Regions from separate parts of the Mus musculus genome. Here region 2 is linked to region 1. A link is a contact called in public HiChIP or PLAC-seq data. All regions are on one chromosome and are shown on one strand. The core of a region is the stretch at or near the end of the contact, and the rest is flanking DNA. Distances in the headings are between cores, read along the strand shown. Region 1 has its middle 20 kb from the start of Rap2b. Region 2 has its middle 85 kb from the start of Gm40061.

Region 1 (5,275 bases), core at 1,257-3,756:
CATGGGAGAAGTGTGCACAGAAGAATAGCATCTTGTTACAGGTTAGTTAGGGAAGGAGAAAAGATGAAGGCCCATTAGAAGACCATCAGTGAGAAAGAGAAGCATCATGGAAAAATGTGACGTAGGAAACGGTGGAACTTGACAGTCCCGATGAGTCGCTCCTTGGTCCTCACCTTGAACCATAGACGCAGAGATCCTTTCAGGCCAGCATCTGGTGCAGGAGCTATGGTGTGCACTGGCGTGAAGAACCCTAAGTAAGTTCTCTTTTTCAGACTGTCTTTATACAGCAATGGTCTATACAAGCTTGGCCCAGCACTTAAGAGCATGCTGTCTGCAAGCACTGTAGACACCATGCTGGGACAGAAGCTATTTGGAGCCCCCGTGGACCAATGCCTCCTAACAAGGAATTCTTCTTTTCTACTAAACAAACAACTAGCATAATGCACAACATTCAACTGAACACTTTACATTATTTCCACATTGGCTACTTATGAATTAGAGTATTTCATGAGGCTATTAATATCCTCATATAATTAGTAAAGGAGAATAGGTAATAAATTCCAAAAATAAATAAATAAATACCCAAAGTATATATTTGTTCCTTTTTTTCCCTGTGTATTGTGGTTTTTTGGTAGCATAATATTTCTAGTAAGGTCTAATTTTCAGTAGAAAATTTAATCCCTAAATTAAAACAAAATTAGTCAAAAGGATTCTTTCTCACTATTTAACACAGGATTCCCAAACTTCATAGATTGTTCTTTGAATGTTCTAGAAATACCACAGGTAAAACTAATAATATAGAGTAATTGTAATAGCTAAAAGCAAACTTTGAAGTAAGTCATAAATATTCCAAGGCAATTTTTATTTATCTTTTAATGTTTTATGTGTATTTATTTTATGTGTATGTGTGTATGCCTGAGTATATGTGCATGAACCAAGGCAATTTAAAATGTTTATTTTATGTGTATGTGTGTCTTGCCTGCATGCATACATGTACACCAAGTGTATTCCTGGTATCCACAGAGGCCCGGAAATGGTATCAGAACCCCTTGAACCGTAGTTATAGATGGTTCTGAGCTGTCATCTGAATTCTGTAAATGAAACCCAGATGCTCTGCAAGGATAGCAAGTGTTCTTAACTGCTGAGATATTTCTAAAACCAGACAATTTTATTTTGTGAGACAGGGTCTCATGTAATCAAAGTTGGCCTCAAACTTGCTATGAGGTCACGAATGACCTTTAATTTCTGATCCCTGCCTCAAACCCCTGAATGCTGAGATTATAGGTATGTGCCATATCTGGTTTATCCTATGTGGGATATCATGTTAGACAAGTACTCTAACAACTGAGCTACATCCCTAGCCCTACAAAGCAATTTTTAGAGTTTGTAAGAAAATCAACATAGTAATTTCCTACTTTATAAAATACCCATGCCAAAGAACAATCTTGAAAGGAAGAAAAGTGTCAAAAAAGGTTCATAAAACCATGCTGAGAAACATAAGAGGAGAAGAAACTACTCAATGTATTTTAATTGGAATTAATATTACCAAGCTCCATCAAGCTAGTTCTCACTCCAGGGCAAATTTTGTAAGTATTACTGCCTGGCTTCCGAGTTCCTAAGTCAGCAGTTTAGATACTTGGAAGTAGTATCTCATGGGAGTGGTGACAATGGATGTGACAAGAGAGAGAGACAGAGACAGAGAAACAGAGAGAGAGACAGAGAGGGAGGGAGGGAGAGAGGGAGGGAGAGAGAGAGAGAGAAAGAAAGGAAGAAAGAAAAGGAGAGAAAGAAAGAAAAAAGAAGGAAGGAGGGAGAGAGAGAGAGAGAGAAAGAGAGAGAAGAAATTCTTCAATTGTTCCCTTTCTATCTCCTGTGGCAAGAAGTAAAAGTAAAAAGTCATATGCAAAAGACATCGTATAGAAGTTTCCAGAAATACAATCTACAAGCACTGTATGCAAAGGTATACTTCTCAAGGATCAGATCCTAAAGCCAAAAGGAATTAATTAGTAAAGATATCTTTGAAAGACTGTGGGCCTAATGCCTAACTGTAAATGCCGGTCATGGTGGGATGTGAGGAGACTCGATGAATGGGAGCCATTGTTACTGTTTGCTCTCACCGAACCCGACCCCTTTGCAGAACCAGCACGGGCTTCTTGAACACCTAGTATTCCCCTGAAAGCTCTTGAGTTAAGAGCTTCCTCTCTGTAAATGACTCCACTGGGGATCACAACAATCCCTTCTTCTTTGTGGTTACAGGAGTAGAATACTGTTGGTTAAAAGTGAGTGGGATATGCATGCGGTTTTGGGTACAGTTTGTTTACACGTCATACTTCATAAGAATGTTGCCCCCGGACACAGTGGATGAGACTCATTAAAGGAAGGTGCTGTACAGGAGCTGGGTGAAATCGCCCTGCCCATTCCTCTGGCACAGAGCTAGCTCATGGAGCTAGAGAAACCAAAGGTTAGGGAAAGATGACTTGGCATGACTCAGGTGGAAGGAAGCTGGCAGAAAGGAAATCCCCTAGCATGTTTTGCTAGGTCAGCAGTCCTCTAGGATGGAAACCAGGAAGACTGTGATGTGTTGAGGTAACCCTCCTCTGACTCAGTCTTATTCACACCCACGCCAGACAGTTTCTTGAATCTCCTCTTGAGCAAATACAAGAGCTTTGCAGTGAGTTCTTATTCGAACGGTGTTTGTACTTAGCTTTCCTTATCTGTTTTTCTTTCTCCCCCCCCCCCACCCCCCATTTCTTGAAATGCCTCCAGTAACAATATAAAACGTCAGGATGTAAAACAAAGAAACAACTGATAAGGTCTATTCCTCTTTAAATCCTAAGCATTCCTCCGTGTGAAACATCTTTCTAAGCCCGCAGATACTTGGGAAATTTTGATGAAGGGAAACAGACAGAACTTTCCAAAGCAGAAGAAACCTGAAAATTATTGTCATCAATTCCTCATGTCTATAGATGGGAAGAAAATAAGGAAGGCCTGAAGAGGAACTTACTTGCTGGGGTTACAGTACAGCAAGATATGAGAAGCTAGAGTTTAGGGGGTTGATTACTTATCTTAGTGTTTAAAAGTTTACAAATCTAGAAGACGCCATAGACTTTATGGAGCACAGAGTTTTCAAACTTATAAAAATCTCAGATTTTTAGAATGCAAACTAGCCCAAATGGATTTGCCCTGAGTTTGAATGGCTATCACCATGCAGCTCACCTCAGGCTGTAGGAAGGAAGCCCCAACCTTTAGCCTCATGGTTCTTCTCCAGAGTCTCCTGGAGCTTTGCTCTAAAACAATTTGCAAAGCATCAGTGTTTTCTGGTGTTCTCATTTAATTATTGAGAATTCTAAGGCCCACTGAGGAAAAGTGGAGGCTGAGTGTTCAGGAAATCAGAAGCCAAGTAAGTCACTCTTCGTGTCTTGACCACTTTGGAACCAAAGCAAATGTCTGCATTTAAACTCTGTGGGACAAAGAAAGGGAAACAACGGGTTGGGCATTTCTTCAAGGAGAAGCATACAGACAACATCTTAATCAGAAGTTGTAGGGCCCAGGATACTAGGGTTCCACGTGCTAAAACCAAACTCCAAGTTCTCAGGTTAGACTTCTCACAGAGTGTGTAGTTGAAGTGTGGACCTCTGAACTGGGGTTATAGAAACCACCCTACCTGCCTCCTCCCCTTGTGTCAGCTTTTTTATGACTTTTAGATTGTATACTGTAAAGGCCATAGAATGCATATGATGAACTTTCAGTTGCTCGTCATTCTTAAATGGCCATATTTCATGTATTGAACCTAGGGACTGTATTTGTGATGATCTGGTTTTCATTATATGCATATCTGAAACTCACATTCCAGGCCCTTGGAGAGGGCAGCAGTAACTGCCCTCTCCACGGTTCACTGCACTGAGCACTGGAGAAAGAGACTCTTTGTGTTAAAATGCTGCTATGTGGGGAAAACAAATACCACTTCACAACATGCAGCAAAACTCAGTAGAGGCAGCAAGGGTTCATTTATTAAAGAGCAGCAGTGAGTCATCTAAGAGCCCCAGGTAGACCAGCTGATGCTCCAGATGTTCTGATGAATTTAAATAAATCACTTAGGTTGGTGAAGCTCCAGCTTTCCTTTGGCAGGTCCTGCTCTCCGGCATTGCCCCAGATCAAAGGAAATGACTCATCAGTCAGATCTCACCAGCCTGAAGCAAGCTTCAGACACACCTCAGTGTTTGATGGAGAACACCAGTTTCTCAGCCTGTCAGCTGGGATACTCAAAGGTAGATCTTGAGAATAGTACTTTTCCTTTATATGAAGATCATTGTTCTCTCTCTGGAGCTCAGTGAGGGCCAAGTCAGTGTGCAGTTCACAGTTGAGGCATGGGATAGCACTGTAGCAACCCCATGGGCATGTGTGAAATACAGCCTCATGGAAAACTGGAATCTCTGGAGACTTGTGCCTATTTGGGATATCCCTAGTATCTTAAGGGGGTTAGAAGTGCACATAGACTCCACAGATAAGAGCTGTTCCTTTGTTAATGCATAAGAACTAATCGTTTCTGATTTGTGTAATGAAGGGCTCTGGAGCAGTCCTTAGTGATCTAGCATAGATGTGAGTAGGCAAAGTAAAGAAACAAAAATAAAATAAATGTTATGAGTGTAATAATACAAAGTAAATTATCTTCAGGTACATTGAGGAAATATGTGAGCAAGAGAGAAGAAGATGGAACAGGTAAATGGCTTTACTAAAGGGGAATCTATGGCATTGGGAAGGAAACGAGACGGTCTGTTTCTTCCTCTGTGGGTGCCTGCATCTGACCCCTAAGTGACTCCACACCAGAATCAGCCATCTCCTGAATGGGCCTGGTGTCATCAGACTCAAAAGGTCAGATCATACCATTCCATTTTGCTCCAATTGTGTGTGTGCACACTGTGTGTGTGATTTGCAATCTTGTTACTGTTATAATTCACTCAACTCTAGTAAGAAATGAACTCCTTTCCTCACCTATAAAGAACGATATATAATGAAGAAGCTTTAGCCCAGAGGTTATAGTCAGTTTATTTACTCTATACTTATTCAACAAATACTTATTAATCTCTTAGTAAAACCAGGTCTGGCATAAATGTAAGCAGACGAATTGAGTAAATAAAGCAAGCTTCATGAGTTCTGTTAATATGGCCTGAATGGCCATGATTAGGGGTGTTATAGATAGTTCACATCTGTTGTGATAGATGGGCTAAAAGACCAGGACAAAGAACAACTCTCTTATGGAGAAAAGGCATACTTA
Region 2 (5,871 bases), core at 3,248-5,747, 130 kb after region 1:
CAAGAGGAAGACCGTGATTCCCCATCATCTTTCTGAGAACGTGGGCTGCAGGAACCATTCCATGTTTTAGGGGATTGGTTGCCTGTCTGACCTTCATGATTCTGGTGCTTTTCTGTTCAGACCAACTGGGAATTTTCTTATTTTCTTGACTTATCAACATGAAATTTGAATTTGATATTTTATTCTCTGTGAGTTTTGGGTGATTTTTGAGAGGGAAGTGAGAAAAATCTAACTTTATTAAAACTAGAATTCTTTCAAGTTTAGGTATTTATACAGAAAATAAGTGCAGTAATTTATAACACTCCCTTACAATTTTTTTTGAAAGTGATATATATTTGATCAGTTTCTAAAAGAATTGGCCACAGTTAATATTTGTGCTTCACTTTTTACTAGACCTTGTTATTTATTCTTTAACAGCAATATCCATTCCTTTTGTGTCTTCTCTCTCTCAGTTTTCTTATTCCATGATAGCTTTAGAAATAAAGCAACAGTTTCATACTACTGAGTTCAAAGGGAACAACTGAGAATGAGATAAGGTGTAGAAGGCTAGAGAACACAAGTACAAAGGAAGCTGGTGGCCTTGGCGTTTGCTGCTGCCAACAAAAAGATAGCAGAGGAGACTGGGAGTGGGGGCAGTTCTGCATTGTCAACAGGAACCTTGACAATTTCTGCTAAAGTAAATGCTTTACGTCTACTCAAGCTCCAAGTGTATAAGAATAGAAGCAGGAAAGCAGAGTATCAAGGATTCATTTCCACCAGAATATTGGAATACTCACAGAGTGACAGGACTGAATTATTTCACAGACACTTGCTATTTATTTGGAAGGATGTTACATATGATAATCTTAGCCTAAATTATTTATCTCAATAAAAACTCAGAGATAAATAATATCATTTTTGAGTATATATATGAATGTAAAAATAATAAGTGTACTAATTTTTATTTTAAAATGGTTACTTGAATGGTTTTGTTTGTCTGGAAGTTAACTTGTGGGCTACTTTGGTAAGCAGGTGACTTGAGGCGAGGAGGTTTTTTGCTGTTACTACAGCCTAAAGAAGTTTAAGGCATCCATTGATAGCCTCACACTGCTCTTCATGGAGGAGGAGAATGGGTAGGACAGAATACTTTTCATAATAAGGTTTGTAAAAGGTCCAATTTATTTTTGTAAAAATAATATTTTTAATAGTAGTAGTACCAAATAAGTACCAAAAGTACCTAATTGTATAATGAATTTATTGATCCATATCAAAATTATAAAGTGAGTACTGTTAACATCTTTAAAAGGAGTGTTTTTACATTTGTTTACTATTTACTGGGGCTGGAAGATTGTAAACGTGTTGACCATAGTAAAAAGTGTGAATTTGTCCCATTCTTCCAATAATAATGCATGTAATCTCTTCCAGTAATAACATGTGAATAGATAGGCCTGTTTTTGTTTGTTTTGTTTTATTTTGTTTTTGAGACAGCATCTCATATAACCCAGACTGGCCTCTATGACCTTGAATTCCTGAGTCTCCCACCTCAACCTCACAAGTGGTAGGATTATACACAAGAATCACCACACCAAGTTTTGGATAAAAATAATCATGTGGATATTGGCTTAGACATTCTTGTTATAACTAATAGCTCCTGACATTTTCACAGGGATACCTCTCATCTCAGGTTATCTCCTGTGGTTCTTGTCTATTAAATTCTTCTCACAGCAATGGAATCTTCTGGTTCACTAACGCACTGGAAAGGGAAAGAAGATAAGTAATTATTGGATAAATTATATTATGAATAAATATAGTGTCTGGTTAGTAAAAAACCATTATCGTTTTTTAGCCTTGATCAAATGAAATTACAACTATATTTCAGAATAAAACCAGGAGTCAGCTATGACAATTAAAAAATTGCTTAGTTCTCAGTAACTTGGTTTCATCTCCCTCCCTCCCTCCCTCCCTCCCTCCCTCCCTCCCTCCCTCCCTCACTTCCTTCCTTTCTTACTTCCTTTCAGTCTGTCTTTCTTTATTCTAAAAAGTAGTTGGGCTATTGAGATGGTTCATTGGAGAAAGGTGCTTGCCACCAAGCCTGACTATCTGAGTTCAATACCCAGAGTCCTCTTGGGGGAAGGACAGAATTAAGACACAAGCTGTACTCTGACCAGCACATTCATTCCACTCATGCTTACTGTTCGGTTTCACCCTCCAGCCCCTGTAATAATAAGTAAACATAAAAACACTCCTTTTCAAGATGTTCACAGTATTTGCTTTTTAACTTTGATATAGATCAATCAAATTATGATATAAACAGTCACTTTTCGTACTTATTTAGTATTGCTACTTTTACTATTCTGTCTAAATTCCACCCCACAGTTACCTGGCAACAGCCAGGTAGGCCTGGCCCACTCTAAAAGGGGCTGCTTGCCTCCTCCTCCCTCTCTTGTTCTCTTGTTTCTCTCTTGCCCTCTTGGGCTCTTCCTTTCCCCCTCCCTTCCATATTCTCTTCCCTCCCTCTCCATGTGCTCATGGCCATGGATGCCTCTATTCTCTCTACTCTCTCTACCTCTCTCTGCTTTTCTCTGACTCTACTACCCTCTTAACTCCCCTCTCCATGCCCTGAATAAACTTAAATATGATGTACATATTCCTATACATATATACCAACAATAAAGTTGAAGATTTTGCAAGCCTGAGAACGTAGTTCAGTAATAGACATGCTTGAGGTCTTGGATTTAATATCCAGCTCAATCTTAGAAGGAGCAAAGAGAGTTTAATGTTTAAATTAGGCACAGGAAAAGGTTTAGAGATGTAAAAATAGTTGACTATGAAAATCTGTCAATGTAATCTACTGTGTAAACAAATTGAAAGAAATAAACCACGTGATTATCTTATTAAATGTTGAAAGGGCCTTTGACAAAATCTAACATCCCTTCATGATAAAAATCTTGGATAGACCAAGGGACATACTTAAAAGCAATTCATAACAAACATATAGGCAACATCAGGTTAAATGTAGATAAACTCAGAGCAACTCCTCTAAAATCAGGAACAAGAAAAGGCTGCCCACTCTCTCCATATCTATTCAATATAGTACTTGAAGTTCTAGCTACAGCAATGATACAACTAAAGGAGATGGAGGAGATAGATACAACTTGGAAAAGAAGAAATCAGAGTATGACTATTTGGCAGATGATATGATAGCGTACATAAGCGATCCCAGAACTTGTATCAGGAAACTCCTACAGTTGATAAATACCTTTAGGAAAATGACTGGGTGCAAGATTAACTTAAAAAATAAATCAGCAACCCTCCTATATTCAAATGACAAACAGGCTGAGAGATAAATCAGGGAAACATCAACCTTCCGAATAGGCACAAATAATATAAAATATCTTGGGATTACTATAACCAAACAAGTAAAAGACTTCTATGACAATAACTTTAATCTTTGAAGAAAGAAATTAAAGAAGTTATCAAAAGAAAGAAAGATCTCCCATGTTCATGTAACAGTAGGATAAGTATAATAAAAATGTCCATCTTATAAAAAAATCAATGTATAGATTCAAAGCAATCCCCATCAAAATTCCAACACAATTCTTTACAGACATTGAAAGTAAATTACTCAACTTCAAATGGAAAAAACAAAACCCCAGGGTAGATAAAACAATTTTGTACAGTAAAAGAATTCCAGAAGTACCAACGTCCTTGATTTCAAGGTGTAATATGGAGCTATAGTAATGAAAGTAATATGGTGCTAGAATAAAAATAGACAGGTCGATCTATGGACAATTGATTTTTGACAAAGAAGCAATGGAAATTGCTTTTTACAATGGTAAAAAGAAAGCATCTTCAACAAATGGTGCTAGTTTCACTGGATGTTGGCATGTAGAAAAATGCAAATAAATCCATATATATCACCCTGCACAAAACTCAAGTCCAAGTAGATCAATATATATGAAAAAGAAAGGTAAACTGAATCTGTTAGTAGAGAAAGTGGGGAATTGCCTTGAACATATTAGCGTAGGAGACAACTTCCTTAATAGACTATTAATAAGACAGGCACTAAGATCAACAATTAACAAATGGGACCTCAAGCAACTGAAGTTTCTGTAAGGCAAAGTATACTGTTAATAAGACAAAGTGACAGCCTACAGAATAGGAAAATATTTTCACCAACTCCACATCTGACAGATGGCTAATATTAAAAATTTATAAAGAATTAAAAAAAAACTAGATACCAAAAAACTAAATCATACAATTAAAAAAGGGTACTGATTTAAACAAAGAATTTTCAAGAATCTCACAAAGCCAAACAATACTAGAAAAACATGTTCAACATCCTTCATCATCAGGGAAATGCAAACAAATCTACATTCAGATGCTAACTTATTTCTGCCAGAATGGCTCAGATCAAAACCACAAGTGACAGCTCATGCTGGCAAGGATGTGGAGCAAGGAGAACACTCCTCCACTGCTGAGGGGATTACCTTAGAAATCAATATGGTATCTTCTCAGAAAAATGGGGCTTGACTACCTCAAGACCTAGCTATCGAAATCTTGGGCATGTACCCAAAGGGTGCTCCATCCTACCACAAGGACACTTGTTCAACAATTTTCATAGCAATTTTATTCGTAATAGCCAGGAAATGGAAAAAACTTACATTTCCCTTTGTTGTGGATAGCCCTGGGGCTAATTATATTTGATGTTAAATCTGTTCTCCTGTTGAGGGGTTGCAAACAAGGAGTGAGTCAGCACTTGGGTCATTTCCTGTAAACTTGCTTCCCACCTTAATTTGCAAAATAAAGGAGAGCTGATTGGGCAGACAAAAGAGAAGGTGGAGCTGGACGTGGGGGAGAGAAGAAGGAGAAAATGGAAGAGGGAGAGGATGCAGAGGAGGAGGAAGAAGAAGAAAAGCTGAGCATAAACATATGGCTTGGAGAAACCACAAGTTCTAAGGGGTCTCATAGATGTGGAAGATGGTAGTGTAGCGGTAGATCTGCCCAATCCAGGTGCACAGCATGTAATCATATTAACTGTGTTGTGTTTTCATTGCTGGGGCATATTTGGGAGGAGATTTATGGCAACATCCCTTCACTAAAGAACAGATAAAGAAGAAGTGGTTCATTTACACGATGGAATATTACTCAGCTGTTTTTTTTTTAAATAACATGATGATATTTTCAGGAAAATAGATAGAACTAGAAAAAAATAATGCCAAGTGAAGTAACCCAGACCCAGATCCAGAAAGACAGACATGGAAAAAAATATATATGTCCATTATAAGTGGATATTAGCTATAAATTAAAGGATAACCATGCTACAATTCATGTAGACTAAGAGAGGCCAAGTAAAAAGGAAGGCTCTAGGAGGAAAACAGGGATCTTCCAGGGAAGGAGAAATATATTTTCTGAGTGGCCTTGGGGTAGGTATGGATGTAAACTGTAGAGATCAGGGGTGGGAGGAAGAGACTACTGGGAAGGAATCTCTAGATTAGTACTAATCTAATAATCTAGCACTAATTACTAGATTAGAATTGTGGAAAATTTTAGGGGCCTTGTAGAAACTTGGTGTAATAAAAGCTTCCTGAAATTTACAAGGTGATCCTAGCAAAGACCTGTAGTGATGGCTTGTACCGGCTATCTTCTTTGACCAAGTAAGCCTTCCAATGGAGAGATTTGAACACCAACCCAGGCACAAAACCTTGGATTTATAATTTATAATCCTGCCCACAACTTGTGTTGGGGTAAAGGTGGCACAGAACTTGTGGTAGTGACCAACCAATGACTGGTCCGACTTGAGACCCATGCTATGAAAAGGAGTCCCTGTATGACATTGCCTGAATGATCACAAGCCCGAGACTGGATAGACCAGAGACCTAGGATCGAACA

What was found. HiChIP or PLAC-seq counts read pairs in DNA pulled down with a chosen protein or histone mark.
Region 2: an HNF4G HiChIP or PLAC-seq map of pancreatic cancer cells shows a contact between it and region 1. The contact joins two enhancer-like sites. A contact is called at or near these places in 2 of 484 Hi-C or Micro-C datasets (the G1E-ER4 cell line and Th1 cells) and 1 of 115 datasets of contacts at active chromatin or transcription factors (pancreatic cancer cells).

The regions. Positions count from the first base shown.
Region 1 is chr3:61,341,740-61,347,014 of GRCm38.p6, forward strand. No RefSeq gene overlaps it. Among named protein-coding and RNA genes, the nearest start is that of Rap2b, 20 kb to the right of the region's middle. Within about 2 kb of position 2,507, at least 76 of the 459 cell types and tissues checked have an H3K27ac peak or open chromatin away from gene starts, as enhancers often do. A contact at or near this core is called in pancreatic cancer cells, where this site is marked.
Region 2 is chr3:61,474,629-61,480,499 of GRCm38.p6, forward strand. No RefSeq gene overlaps it. Among named protein-coding and RNA genes, the nearest start is that of Gm40061, 85 kb to the left of the region's middle. Within about 2 kb of position 4,498, at least 6 of the 459 cell types and tissues checked have an H3K27ac peak or open chromatin away from gene starts, as enhancers often do. A contact at or near this core is called in pancreatic cancer cells, where this site is marked.